Linked DNA regions of Triticum aestivum: region 2 is linked to region 1. A link is a contact called in public Hi-C data. All regions are on one chromosome and are shown on one strand. The core of a region is the stretch at or near the end of the contact, and the rest is flanking DNA. Distances in the headings are between cores, read along the strand shown.

What was found. Hi-C and Micro-C count contacts between places; a contact is called where the count stands out from the background.
Region 2: a contact with region 1 is called in a Hi-C map of leaf, with 6 times the contacts expected there. The contact joins the promoter of LOC123101915 here to the enhancer-like site in region 1.

What each region holds. Positions count from the first base shown.
Region 1 is chr1B:694,281,477-694,289,035 of IWGSC CS RefSeq v2.1, forward strand. No RefSeq gene overlaps it. Among protein-coding and RNA genes, the nearest start is that of LOC123150792, 40 kb to the left of the region's middle. Within about 2 kb of position 6,140, at least 1 of the 8 cell types and tissues checked has an H3K27ac peak or open chromatin away from gene starts, as enhancers often do. A contact at or near this core is called in leaf, where this site is marked.
Region 2 is chr1B:694,440,535-694,448,146 of IWGSC CS RefSeq v2.1, forward strand. LOC123101915 (flavonoid 3'-monooxygenase CYP75B3) reads right to left here and starts at 2,085. Exons shown (of 2, transcript XM_044523158.1): 1 at 973-2,085; 2 at 1-726. The coding sequence starts at 1,890. The coding sequence ends at 82.

The DNA of each region.
Region 1 (7,559 bases), core at 4,890-7,389:
GGTGTGTATCCGGTAGTGCGATTCGGCGTGGTCCGCAGCCCCCAGTGTTGGAAATATGCCCTAGAGGCAATAATAAATTAGTTATTATTATTATATTTCCTTGTTCATGATAATCGTTTATTATCCATGCTATAATTGTATTGATAGGAAACTCAGATACATGTGTGGGTACATAGACAACACCATGTCCCTAGTAAGCCTCTAGTTGACTAGCTCGTTGATCAATAGATGGTTACGGTTTCCTGACCATGGACATTGGATGTCGTTGATAACGGGATCACATCATTAGGAGAATGATGTGATGGACAAGACCCAATCCTAAGCCTAGCACAAAGATCGTGTAGTTCGTATGCTAAAGATTTTCTAATGTCAAGTATCATTTCCTTAGACCATGAGATTGTGCAACTCCCGGATACCGTAGGAATGCTTTGGGTGTACCAAAGGTCACAACATAACTGGGTGGCTATAAAGGTGCACTACGGGTATCTCTGAAAGTGTCTGTTGGGTTGGCACGAATCGAGACTGGGATTTGTCACTCCGTGTGACGAAGAGGTATCTCTGGGCCCACTCGGTAGGACATCATCATAATGTGCACATTGTGACCAAGGGGTTGATCTCGGGATGATGTGTTACGGAACGAGTAAAGAGACTTGCTGGTAACGAGATTGAACAAGGTATTGGCATACCGACGATCGAATCTCGGGCAAGTACAGTACCGCTAGACAAAGGGAATTGCATACGGGATTGCTTGAATCCTTGACATCGTGGTTCATCCGATGAGATCATCGTGGAACATGTGGGAGCCAACATGGGTATCCAGATCCCGCTGTTGGTTATTGACCGGAGAACGTCTCGGTCATGTCTGCGTGGTTCCCGAACCCGTAGGGTCTACACACTTAAGGTTCGGTGACGCTAGAGTTGTTATGGGAAATAGTATGTGGTTACCGAAGGTTGTTCGGAGTCCCGGATGAGATCCCGGACATGACGAGGAGCTCCGGAATGGTCCGGAGATGAAGATCGGTATATTGGACAAAGGGTATTGGAGTTCGGAATTGTTCCGGGGGTACCAGGTGATGACCAGCGTGTCCGAAAGGGGTTTCGGAGGCCCCGGCAAGCTTTGGGGGGCCTTATGGGCCAAGGGGAGAGGGCACATCAGCCCACTAAGGGGCTGATCGCCCCTCCCACCCCATCTCACGTAACCTGGAGAGGTGGGGGCGCCAACCCTAGGGCAGCCACCCCTCCTGGCTTGGGGGGCAAGTTTCCTAGGGGGTGGGGCGCCAAAACCCATCTAGGGTTTCCCCTATGGCCGCCGCCCCTCCCCTAGGGAACCCTAGGGTGCCTCCCCCTCCTCCCTTCTCCCTATATATAGTGAGAGAGAGAGACGACAGCCGCACCCTTCCCCTGGCGCAGCCCTCTCCCTCCTCCAACACCTCCTCCTCCATAGTGCTTGGCGAAGCCCTGCCGGAGAACCACGAGCTCCATCACCACCATGCCGTCGTGCTGTCGGATTTCTCCCTCAACTTCTCGTCTCCCCTTGCTGGATCAAGAACGAGGAGAAGCAAGCACATGCACATTATATTCATCAAAATCATCATGTGTAATGATATAACTCAACCCATCAATATAATCCTTAATAAGAGCAAACTTCTCCGATATAGTGTAGTTGGGAGAATTCAAAAACATAATAGGACTATCATGTGTGGGTGCAATAGCAACAATTTCATTCTTAACATAAGGAACTATAGCAAGTTCATCTCCATAAGCATAATTCAAATTGGCATCTTGGCCACAAGCATAGCAAGCATCAATTTCATCAAAAAGGATAGTTCAAACGAATCAACGGGATCATAGCAATCATCATAGCATTCATCCTTCGGTAAGCATGAAGGGGAATTAAACAATGTATGAGCTAAAGAGTTACTCTCATTAGAAGGTGGGCATGGGTGATCAATCTGCTCTTCCTCCTTTTGTTCTTCGCTCTCCTCCTCATCTTTTTCATCTAATGAGCTCACAATTTCAACAATTTCTTCTTCCATAGTTTCCTGCAAAATACTAGTCTCTTCTTGGACAGCGGAGACTTTATCAATAAATACATCAATATTGGCATTGTATTCATAATTCTCATAGCAATATTTAAGTATAGCAAAAATTTCAGCTCTATAAACAACTTCATCATAATCTTCGTACTTTTCAAACGGAGATTCAATTTCATAAGCACCCTTAAAAGCAACGAATTCTTATATTCATTCCACATCATAGTAATCATATATACCATTAGCGTAATAAGCCAAGGTTTCATTATCATTAAATTCACATGAAAAAGGGAAGTTTTCGAACCTTCATCCTAGAGCAACAAGTATAAACATATCTCAAGCATAAATTCCAAGCATACCATTGCAACATTTCAATTTGATCCCATAACAATTTCCCTTTTTGAGTAAAGCGATAATCCCTAAAGTATTCATGTTGATCCAACATGTCTCCCATTATCAAGTTGAGCGTTGTTTTCTCAGGATTATCAAAGTAGTGTTTAATATTTTTCACATAACGAGCATCGAGGGTTTTAGGAGGTTCCCATATCCATGAGTAGAAATTACAACTAATTTTTTTGGTATTTCGTGTTCCATATCCATAACTAAAGGTAGAGAACAATTTAGAACAGAAAATAAAAAAACTACTTAGTGATAAAGCAAAAAAGCACACACGAGAATATTCACCCCACGCTATTGCTCCCCGTCAACGGCGCCAGAAAAAGGTCTTGATAACCTACAGGTATAGTGGATCGTGTGTAGCCTTTTTCGATAAATAATAGTGTCGAACCCAAGAGGAACTAAAGGTAGAACAAATATTCTATCAAGTTCTATCAAACACCGATACAAATCTACACACACTTAATGTTTGCTTACCTAGAACAAGAATAAAACTAGAAGTACTTTGCGAGAATAAAACAAAGAATGAATTGCAAGATAATAAAAGCTAGTTGTTTAGTAGAAAGGTTTTTTCACACAAGAAAGTTATTTGTCCCTAGGCAATTGATAACTAGACCGGTAATCATTATTGCAATTTTATACGGGGGAGAGGCATGAGCTAACATACTTTCCATACTTAGATCATATGCACTTATGATTGGAACTCTAGCAAGCCTCCGCAACTACCAAAGATCACTAAGGTAAAAACCAACCATAGCATTAAGTATCAAGTCCTCTTTATCCCACACGCAACAACCCACCTACTCCAGCGTAAGCTTCTATCACTCTAGCCACCCATCAAAAGCGAATCATAAACATATTGCAACACCCTACAGCGGGGATCCCTCACATTTGTGCGACACGGAGGGCACCATATGACAACACCAAAATAAAATATACAACTCAAACCAATCATCATCATCAATCAAATCATAGGACAAAACAGATCTACTCAAACATCATTGGATAACCACATATCATTGGACAATAATATATAGTGTTGAGCACCATGTTTAAGTAGAGAATTGCAGCGGGAATAGAGAGATTACACCGCTGCATAGAGGGGGAGAAAGTTGGTGGTGACGGTAGCAAGGTTGTTGATGTAGATCGTCGTCACGATCCTTGCCCCAACGACACTCTGGCGCCACCGGGAGAGAGGGGAGAGAGACCCCCTCCTTCTTCTTCTTCCTTGCCCCCCCCCCCCTAGATGGGAGGAGGGTTTCCCCTCTGGTCCATGGCCTCCATGGTGGCGGAGGGGCGAGGCAAGAGCCCCTCCTAGATTGGATCTACCTCTCTATTCTCTTCTGTTTCGTGTTCCTGTTTTCTGGCCCTCCACCGTTTCTTAAATTCCCGGAGATCTGTAACTCTGATTGCGCTGATATTTTAACACGATTCTTTTCCTGATATTATCTTTCTTGCGGCGAAAGAATGGCAGCAACCACATTACGAGGTGGCCACTACCAACCACCGCGCGCCAGGGGCAGCCATGCCCTGGTGCCTAGTGGAGGATGTGGGCATCCATTTGCATTGATTCCACCTCCCAAAAATCACATATATTCCAAAATAATTCTCCGTAAAATTTTATTGCATTTGGACTTCGTTTGATATGGATATTCTATGAAACAAAAAACATGCAACAAACAGGAACTGGCACTGGTCACTGGATCAATATGTTAGTCCCAAAAATAATATAAATTGTTTTCTAGAAGTACGTGAAAGTTGTATAATATTGGCATGGAACAATAAAATATTGTAGATACAACGGAGACGTATCATCTACCATGTGGACCTACTTGCTAGATATCCAGAATGAGCTTGGTTTGATGAAATAAACTCTGTGTTGAGTGGTAGCATCAACTATAGCTCCTGGCAGCAAGGTGTTTGTGATGAACTAGGGAAGGTTCACTTGGGGAGGGGTGCTGATCTTAAGCTGGGGTTGATCACTCACTAAGGTGAGCACTTTGGAAAGGTTTAAGCTCAAATGGATGGGTTTAGATAGCACTTGCTTTGCAATGTGCCCCACTGGACAAAAATGAGAAAGATGAAGTGGTGCTCACATAGATGATTGGATTGAGCTGAAATTTTATGGAAAGGAGTTATTTGGGTATATGAAGGCACTGGAAAATTTTCGTACCATTTGGATAAGTAAAAATGGTACTTGCTTCACAATCCTTCACCCTGGACAGAAACTTGGCAAAATTATAGAGAAATAATGGCAAAATGAAATAAGCTCAAATTTGGTGGAGTGAGATTATATTGGTAGAAAAATGTCTTGTTAAATTTTCAGGAATTACGAAGCTATATAAAATATAGTTGCTTCACAATCTGAAAATATGACAAGAATCAAAGATTGGATGGTGTGGTCACATGAGCATGGAATCTTGAATATTTTTACATTTCCAAGGTCCATATGATCCAAAATAATTTTGAGAATTTTGTGGGAATTTTTGGAGTGACAGAATTGTAAGTTGCTTCACAACCTATGGAAAAAAAGATTATTCCTTTATTACAAAATGGAATATTCCGAAGAAAAGAATTTTGTGTTTGGGCTAAGATGGAAATGACATGATCTTGGAATGGATTTGAGGATGACAAGCCACTCGAGGAAGAACGCGGAGATGATCTTTCCAGGTTAGACCACATAGGTACAAAAAAAGAAATCTAAAGCAAAATTCAAAGAAATCCAAAAGAAAAAGAAAGAGCAAAAAGTCGGAGTGTGACAAAAGGTTGCCACGAGTGAACGGCCGTCAGAAGAGTAAGCATCAATGCTTCACGAAAAGAAACACCCGATAACCAATTAAGAAAACATCCAACATCAATCGAGGCCAAACTCATGAAGCATGTCAACAACAAGCCGCTCTAGTGTACAAACACACTCTAAAGAAACAACAAATAACATCCATACATAAATGTAGGAGGAACGGAACACAAAAAAAATTGCATACTCAAAGAGAAAAATATACATACTCAAAGGGGAGTGAGAAGTGTGGATGCCGGGACGTCTACTGATCATAATGCAGGAGCTACGGCGGCAATCTGCCGAGACGAAGAAGGAAGATACTTGGGTTCTTCTATTTTGGTAATTAACGGGTTGGTAGATCCAGTTATAGTCGAAGCAATAGCGTGTCGGGAGGCCTTGTCGTTAACTGAAGATCTAGGCGTGAGACAGGTTTTTGTTGCTTCATACTGCAAATCAGTCATTGATCATATTCATGCAGGGATCAGAGGTAATTATGGAGGGATAGTCAATCAAAGAGACTAAATAGTTTTCTTTTTGTGAACAAAAGAGATTAAAGAGTTGGAAAGGCCTTTTTCTTCCTGTATCTTTAGTTTGAGAGTAGGAGCTCAAACATTAATGCTTACAATTTGGCAAGACATGGGGGTTTCTCTTCCCAAGGGTGTTATTTCTTGCTAGGATCGCCTCATGATCCTAATGTAATCCTTATAAATGTTGTTTTATAGTTTAATAAAGCATGGCCAATATATTGCTAAAAAAGAAGATGTTTCCCTCAACTGCTTAAAAAAACGTTCTTATATTATGAAACGGAGGGAGTAAAAAATAAACCGTTTCCCTAAAAAGACAGAAAACTGGCAACGCAGCCCCACAGGGCAGTCAACCAGGAGCTGCAAATGGCCTCACGGGGCTCGCACCTAGCCACACATAAACGCTTATCCAACTCAGCGCATGAGCCGTAGATCCACGTTGGAGCCTCCCGGCCGTTCGATCTTCATAACCCTGCTGAAGTGGTACACTCCCTGATAACTGAATAAATGGACAGCTACACTGAACCTTCAGTTCATGACGCTCCACATAACTGAACTGTCGACAGCTGCAACTGAACCTGCAGTACATGACACACCCGCACAGCATCCCCCCGTCTCTGCTCTCCGGCGACCAATGAGTCAGTTCCCTCACGTCCACAACGTGGGCGCGGCTGCGCAGCCGCGTGCACGACGCATACCTGCACGCCACCGAGAACGGGCCTCCACCGCCGGGCTTGGATGGCGCACTTGTATCAGGGCCACCAAGCGCAGTGACTGCTCCTCCACAGCGCCATCTCCATCACTAACGTCTTCAGAGTATGACTCCGGAATCCTGACCGTCGCTCCACAGTTCACTTCTTCAGAGTGTCGCCACCTTGGAGGCTTGGACACGACGGCACGTGAATTGAGAAAAATTTACACTTAGACATGGCTTCAGGAAAACCTAGCTGTTGTTGTGTTTCTGCTGCCTAAACTTGGCCAATTCTCCTGACGGTAGAAAACCTATAGTTGCGTTGGCATCACGGTTAAAAAATTCAGAAACTGTTTGATGCTGCGTCATCAGCCTTTTTAAAAAAAAAGGAGGTTAAACCCCTGGCCTCATGCATGCAGCCATCAGCCTGTGATGGTCGCGCCCTTATTCTGGTTTTTACTTCAACGTTGCCAGCAGAAATATGGGTTTATCTTAGATAAATCATCATCAGCTATTCAGGTGTCAGTACAGATGTGGTGGTTGAGCACTTGAGTTTAGTTATTATTCTGCTTAAAGTTTCAATCCATCAGCAGAAAATGAGTTTGTGTTTTGACTGAGTTTGAGTTATGATTTGTGAACATGGCGAAGTTAATACGCCCAGCCCAGACAATGCCGGTGACAAAATTCTACGTACAATAGTAGGTATTTGCATTGTGCCTGCAAGCCTATAGGATTGAACTGCCTGTGTACAGATAGATGCTACAAGATGTTCTGAAGCTAATTGGTTGCCAGGGAAAGACAACCTTGAATTGGAAATTATTGCTTTTGATACTACTGTCCTTTATTCAGATGATTCGGTTCTTCAGTTCAACACCATATGGTGCTAGTGGGAAACTCTGGAGCTTGAAAACCCAAATCAGGTTCAGTCATCCCAGTTCAGTTTCACATAGAAGATACTGAGTTCTATTTGATTTAGCCTATTCTAGTTATGTTGAGTAACGTGTGAATATAGTTCAGGTTGTATCCCACCCACGGCACTGCATGCAATCTACTCCCTCTGTAAACTTTTTTAAGACGTTTTAGATCACTAACACAGAGGGAGTAGATTCTTATACTGAATTATTTCAAGGTTTTGT
Region 2 (7,612 bases), core at 835-3,334, 160 kb after region 1:
CCCTCGCTGCACTCTTTTCTTCCACACAAGGTACATCGGACCGAAAAGAATAGAAAGACGACAAAGATCCATGATAAAACATCACACTGTGTACGCCGATGGCAGTAACCTCGGCACGGGCTGAACCATTAGCGGCACGGCCCGCTGCAAGGTGAGACCATAGGCCTCCTCCATGTCGAGCTTTTCAGGTGTCATGCCATCAACCAAGGTCCAGTCGAACGCGTGCACGAGCGTGGCGGTCATGAGTGTGACCATCCGGAGGCCCCAGCTGAGGCCCGCGCATATCCTTCGCCCCGCCCCGAATGGAATGAGCTCATAGTCGCCCCCCTTGACATCCACGGTCTCGTGCGACCCGCCCGCCAGGAAGCGGACGGGCCTGAACTCTAGGACGTCATCCCCCCATGAGGCCGGGTCACGGGCGATGGCCCACACATTGACGAGCAGGGTGGTGTCCTTGGGGATGCGGTAGCCGTCCACCTCGCAGTCCTCGGCGGTCACCCGGGGAAGGGAGAGCGGCGTCGACGGGTGCAACCGGAACGTCTCCTTGATGACGGCGGCGAGGATGGTGAGTTGTGGCAGGTCGGATTCGGTGACGAGGCGGCCATTTCCGACAACGTCGTCGAGCTCGTGTTGGAGCTTCTTGAGGACGTTTGGGTGTCGTATCAGCTCCGCCAGTGCCCATTCCACCGTGCTTGATGTCGTGTCCGTCCCAGCGGTGAACAGATTCTAGAAAGAAGAAACATGTGGATTTAGTTCATAATATAAAACAAAAAAAATATGGTTTTGTTATTTGTAATAATTCGTCTGAGATATTTTCTTGCATATGGCTCATTTTTTACACTTTTCACTAAACTCGGGTTTGACAAAAGTGACATAACCAAAATCTTTCCGTTTCTAAAGACAAAAAAGTTGAGTTCAGCAAAGCTTTATAATAAACACATGAAAACAAATATTGAGTTTGTACAGACATACCAAGAGGAGAGCCTTGATGTCAGTCTCGTTGAACTTGATCCCATCCTCCTCGCCGGCGGCGGGCGGCGACTGCCGCATCATCCCCAGCATGACGCTCAGCAGGTCATTCCCGTCGCCGTCAGCCCTGTCGCCCCTCTCGCTGATGAAGCCGTCCATCATGCGGTCGTAGCGGCGGTGGAGGCGCTTCATCTTGGCGACGACGCCCTGCGGGTCGAGCCAGCGGAGCGCCGGCACAAAGTCGCCGATGTTGAAGACGCCGGCGAGCTGCATGAGCTCGGCGACCATGTCCTTGAACTCCCTGGCGCCCTCGCCGACGCCGTCGCCGAAGACGCGGCGCCCAACGGCGGCCCGGGCGAGCGCGTTGGTGGCGCACACGTTGGCCTCCTGCCCGACGGCCAGGCCCGCGGGCGAGACCGAGCCCGAGGAGGAGGAGAGCAGGCGGGTGACCATGAGGCGTGTCTCGTCCTGGCGGACGGTGCGGAGTGCGTCGAGGGCGCGGGCGGAGAAGAGGTGGAGCGCGCAGAGCTTGCGGAGGGCGCGCCAGCGGGCGCCGTAGGGCGCGAAGACGAGGTCCTGGTAGTTGTAGGCGACGTGCTCGGCGCCCGAGTTGGGCGGGCGGTCGCTGAAGTTGGCGTCGTGGCCGCGGAGGAAGGCGGCGGCGACCTTGGCGGAGGCGGCGACGACGACCTCGGCGCTGCCGAAGCGGAGGCGGAAGAGCGGGCCGTGGAGGCGCGCGAGGGCCGCCATTGTGTGGTGCGGCTTGTCGCCCAGCTGCGGCAGGTTGCCCAGCACCGGCCACCCCCTGGGCCCCGGCGGCAGCGGCAGCTTCGGGCTCTTGGCCCCGCGGAGGTGCCAGACGGCGGCGGCGGCGACGGCGGCGAGGGAGGCGAGGAGGAGGAGGAGCAGGTCGTGATCCATGGCGGCTGGGTCTTGGAGGGTGGCAGTGGATGCGGGGACGTTTGTTTGTTAGTTGGGCGGGCGCATGGCATGCAGACGCGGCCGTATAAATATGGGAGCTCTGGAGAGCGCGTGCGCCACCTAAATCGCCGGATCGACCAGTCCTGCTACCTACCCGCCCACGCCCACGCCGACGCAATGAGAGCAGAGCGAGGAAGAAGAATGGGCGGCGCTCCAGTCCTCCCAACTACCCAAATCGGAAGAAAGCCTGCAACTGGCACAGTCCTATGAATAAGGACAGCACAAGAGCTTTCCAAACGACGTTTGGAGATGGCAAAAAATGGGATGGGACGTGCACCACTCACTCACTCACTTGGCAGCCGCATATGTTAACTACTCCTCTCTATGTTTCTTCCACGTCACCACAAACTCCTTCTAGCTTCTTGTAGTAAAACACACTTGCAAAAATAAAAGTACAGTTACCCAAAAAAAAAACAATAATAGTCAAGTACAGTTCAGAAAGAGGTACCCATGCTTTAAATGAATCTAAAAGGAGCTTTACCATGTACGTATGCCACAATGATGGTGCCAAATGCCAAACTAGCTTTTACCAATACAATATTGTATGCTTGCCTAACACCCAAAAGCAATAGCCAGATTTCCCATCATTGTGATGAGAGCAAGTACAATAGGTCCTAATCAGCAGGCTATAAGCCATTTCACATCATCAATATCATAGCTGGAAGAGAGAGAAGGGAAGAAAGACAAGGAAGCGGGCGCTTCACTCATCGCCGGCTCTAGCTCTAGAAACAAGAAAAAGTAACCCACATGCAGCCGTGTGCAAGGTAAAAAGCTGGGCGTTCCTTCCTCTCTCCCAATCAGGTGAGCTTCCTTGTCTCCATCCACATACAAACATTGATTACTATAGTCATTTTAATAGCCAGTGTATAGTCAATTTATTGTACAAGTGGGCTGTAATGAAGGCTGTATGTGACATGGCCTTGGCATATAGCCAACAGCCGGCTCTCTTATTAACCATGCTCTGAGGTGGTAAGTTATTTTTTATCTTATTCTATTTGATGGTGGGACCCAGTGTACAGTAATTGGGAACCACATACGTCGTGGAGACGATGCCTAATTCCCGATTATGGGCAAATTTGGCACCAACACACAATGGATGCCCTTATGTTTTATATAAGAGAGGGCTCGGTTCTTTCCTCCTCCCAGGAAAAGAATCACTGGCGATTAGATCTACAATCTACTCCACCTCCCATCGGCGCCGTCGTCGGTGCTGGTGCGGAGGACATTGCACTCCACCGGTGGGGCGGACCCTGCTTTCTTGTTAGGCTCAACGTCTTGCTTGGGATTATGTGCCGGTGATGATGTCCTTCTATACGAATAATGTTTCACACATCCGATCCTCGTCTTGATGGTGCGTCTAGCATCATCGAATGAATCTCGCGGTATTCGGCCGGTGCTGGACTCAAGTGGATTTGTTTGGATCCACTCTTGGTTCATGTGTTTACAGGTATGATCCTTCCGATCTACGACTATTCATCTGTAATGGTTGCTTCTCTGGTGTGATTATTATGTGGGGGCTTAGCACAACAACTTCCCCACTTGTCTACTAGTACAACAAGATTGGTCCGACTCCGTGGGCATAGCTCATGGCTCAGGTACTGACGGCCTAGTTGTCACGGCCTCGTGGACGCCGTGGTGGCGGGTCTTTGGTGTTCTATGGTGGTAGTGCGGCTGACATTCTCGTGACGGGTCGTACCCCGCATCGAAGCAGAGGGTGGTGGCCAGGTGAAAACCTCGTTTGGCTCTGGTCAGGCCGACGGCAGCGGCGTCCATGGCATCGATCCCTTCTTCAAGGCACTGTTGTGGTGGCCCTTTGTCCTTCATGTTACTCCGTGTGAAAATCTTGATCCGTTGGATCAGGCGGTGACGACGCTGTACCTTTGAGGCACCTCTATGGAGTCCATGGCCCGTCAAGTTTTAACATCGTCTCTTCACGGTGGTGTAGTACATGGTTGAGAGCTCCATAGACCGCTAGCGATGCTCTATTTATTCACTTGATGTTTCCTTTGGGATGTTTGTGATAGTGTTGCTATTTGTCGGCTCCCTTGTATATTTCCTTGGGCGTGTATGTTGTGTGGTGGCGTGTTGTATATGGGTTTTGTAAGTTGGTCAGGGCTTTATCTATAAAGCAGAGCAAAAGCCTGTTTCTGTAATCAACATCAATACATCAAGTAATGCTACATGTACGGGGAGGTCACGTATGGTTTAACAGGCATGTTAACTTGAAAGAGTGTGATTGGGAGATAAAGAGAGGGATGGGCCCAACCCCATAAAATTGGCGGCGCCGGGGGGGGGGGGGGGGGGGGGGGGGGGGTCAGTTCAAAAGTTTTGTGAAACATCTGTAAATGTCCGTGCCAACAAGGATCAAATCGCATGTGTGCTGTTTTGGTGTCTTGGACGTTGCGTGATTGTGTGTGTATGGTGGTGTGAGTCTATGCATGTGTGCATCTACGTTTTATGGGTGTTTCTCAAACAAAAAATCCATGCCGATTTGCTTTACACTATTCAAGGTTGTGTCTAGAACTCAGTCGACCGAGACTTAACGAAATCTCAGTCGAGTGGCGTCAGCGTCTTTTTTTTTTGCTATAGGCGGCACAGCTAGATGCTACAAACGGCGATGAAAAATGTTGTGATGGTATTGCAAGCAACAACAACAAACGCTACAACCGTTCTAACTAAAATGCTACAACCGTCAATGAAGGATATTACAACCAACGAGATGATGTACTACAACCGATGAGGGACGTCAAGCTTCAACTAGCAAGGCGAATGTTACACCCGATAGTAGAAAATGTTGCAAACTATCACAAAAAATGTTGCATGGTCGACAGAGATTTGATTAAGTATCAGTCGACTAGGTTTTAGCAGGCCCTATTATTCAACTACACCAAGCGATCTTTCAAATCTTTCAAGACTCTTCAAGGCCCTCCTGCCAGCGCTCAGGGAAAACCCATGTCCGATGCGGAGGATGTGCTAGCAGCAACGGCTTGCGCCTTTACCCTCTTGGGAGGCATCGCTGGTGAGTGTGGGTTGCCTTTCGGTCACGATGGCGTGTTTGAGTTGGTGAACATCCTACCTAATATGAACATGTAACTAAGAGCAACTCCAACGCAAAGACTCAAACGGACACGGATTTTGTTCGTTTTTTGTCCGCTTAGGTCTCTGTCCGCCTAGCAGATATGAGGCGGACACACGCGGACTGTGGACGCACCCAACAGACAGACCTCAGCGGACAAGCGAGGACGAGATGCAGCCCCGCGTTCCTCCCGCGCCGTCGCGGCCTTCCCCTCCCTCCAGCGTGCCGCCACGGCCTCCCCCCCCCCCTCAACGAGCACGCTGCCGCGGCCTTCCCATCCCTCCAGCGTGTCGCCGCGGCCTTCCTTCCCCCCCCCCCCCCCGACGAGCACGCCGCCGCGACCTCCTCCTCCCCCAGCGCGCCGTCGTTGCCTCCTCCGGGCCGCCTGCACCAGCAAAAAGGAGGAGGTGTGCCACCGCCGAGCTTCTCCGGCCCACCTGCACCTACTGCTCCCCGCCAAGGTCAGAACGGGAGGTGGCGGCCCTCGCCGGTGAGCGCGGCGGCGGCCTGCGCCAGCGGCCTCGTCGCATCGTTTGTGGAGGCAGAGGCGTGGGACCAGGCCAGACACACAAGGACACGAGCGGGTCGCTGATCCGTGGGACCGGCCCAGACACGCGAGGACACGAGCGGGCGACGAGAGCGTCTGCTTTTGTCCGTCACGGACCCATTTGTGGCTCAAATTTGAGCTCGGTTTGGGTCGAGGTGAACAACAAACGAACAGCAGGCAGACGCGGTCTCCGTTTGGGTCGCCCTGTTGGGCCAACTTTATGTCGGATGACCCAAATGGACGAAATGGGTACCCGGGTTGGAGTTGCTCTAATCTGCTTCCAAATATCAACGTGCATTCCATGTATACATTTACTAGTTAATAGCAAAGACTGTTGAGTATATTGTGTACGTGTATATTTATGTGTAGGGCTCACCTCCTGTTTCCTTTGTATAGTTGAGGTTGTGACCCACCTATGTACTTATATATACATGCCTGGTGCACCGATCAATACATCGAGATTACACAACCCATATCTTGTCCTTCTACATGGTATCTATCGCAGCACGATCCTAACCCTAATAGCCGCCGCCGCCGCGCCACCGCCGCCGCCGCTACTCCCCGCCGCCGTCACCAGCCGCCGCCGCCACCACCCTCCTTCCGGTCGCCGTCGCCGCCCCTGGTCACCGCCGCCTCTCCCACCACCTCGCTCGCCGCCGCCGCCGCCGCCTCTCTCCAAGGTCGCCGCCGCCACTTGCTCCCGCTTCCGCCACCATCACCCCCACGCGCGCCGCACCCCTCCCCTCCCCTCCCCTCCCACCCACGCCGCCAACCTCCCCCTCCTCTCCCACCCGCGCCGCACCCGCACCACCCCGTCTCCCTCCACCCGTGCCGAACCCTAGCCATGAGCTCCTCCTCGTCCACCGTTTCCAACCCATTTGCCGGTCCCGATGTCACCCTCGTCCGCGACCTCAACATCCATGAGCGTGTTCCAGTCAAGCTTGATCACACCACCGCATCCTACTCCGCCTGGAAGCGGTATTTTTCGCTTGTGTTCCGTGAGTACCTCCTGCACGACCACGTGGACAGCACCGTAGACTCGGCACTCATAATCAACGACGAGGAGTGGATGATCCTCGACGCCACCATCATCCGCTGGTTCTACCTCACCATCTCCAGCGACCTCTTCCACACCGTGGTGGACGACGAGGACGACGCCTACGCGGTCTGGACCAAGCTCAACGGCCTCTTCACCGACAATCGGCTGCAGCGCAAGGTCCTGCTCTATGGTGAGCTTTACGGGTGCCAGCAACTTGACTCATCCATCGATGATTTTTGCATGCGCCTCAAGAAGCTCACCGATGAGCTCCGTGATCTCAGGGAAAAGATCGGCGACGAGCTCCTCATCAGCACCCTCTGCGGCGGCCTGAACGAGGACTTCGGGAACGCCGCCTCCAACCTCACCCTCATCCCGGAGCCCACCTTCATCAAGGTGGTCGCGTACCTCAAGCTGGAGGAGCGCCGGATGCGGGTGGCGCGGACTCGCGCGACCCACACCGCCCTCGTCGCAGGCACCCGCGGGGGTTCGGCCCCGCCACCGCCACGCCCGACGCTGCCACAGCAGGCGGCGCCCGCCTTCCCGCCAGGGTTCCCGCCCGCACCGGCCGCCCCCTTCCCGCCGCCCCAGCCGGCGGCCAATGGGAGGGGGGGTCGTCGCGGCGGCCGTCGTGGCGGCCGCAAGTAGGGGGGCGCCGGTGCTCAGAGAGGAGCGCCCCGCCCGCCGCAGCAGGCCCCTCAGCCGGCCCCGTGGTACACCGGCTAGAACCCATGGACTGGCGTTGTACACGCCTACTCCATGCCGGTTCCTCGGGCCCCTGCCCCGGGCCTTCTCAGCACCCGGCCTCAGCCACACCAGGCGTACTATGCCGCGCCGCAGCCCTACGCCGCGCCCTACGGTCAGCAGCCGCCGCCAGGTGGGCCGCCGTTGTTGCCCCTGATGGTCGCGCCGTCTCTCCCGCCGGCACCGTGGGACCCGGCCCTCCTGGCGGCTCTCCACAACGCTCCTTCCCCGTCCAGCTACACCGGCGGTGGTGATTGGT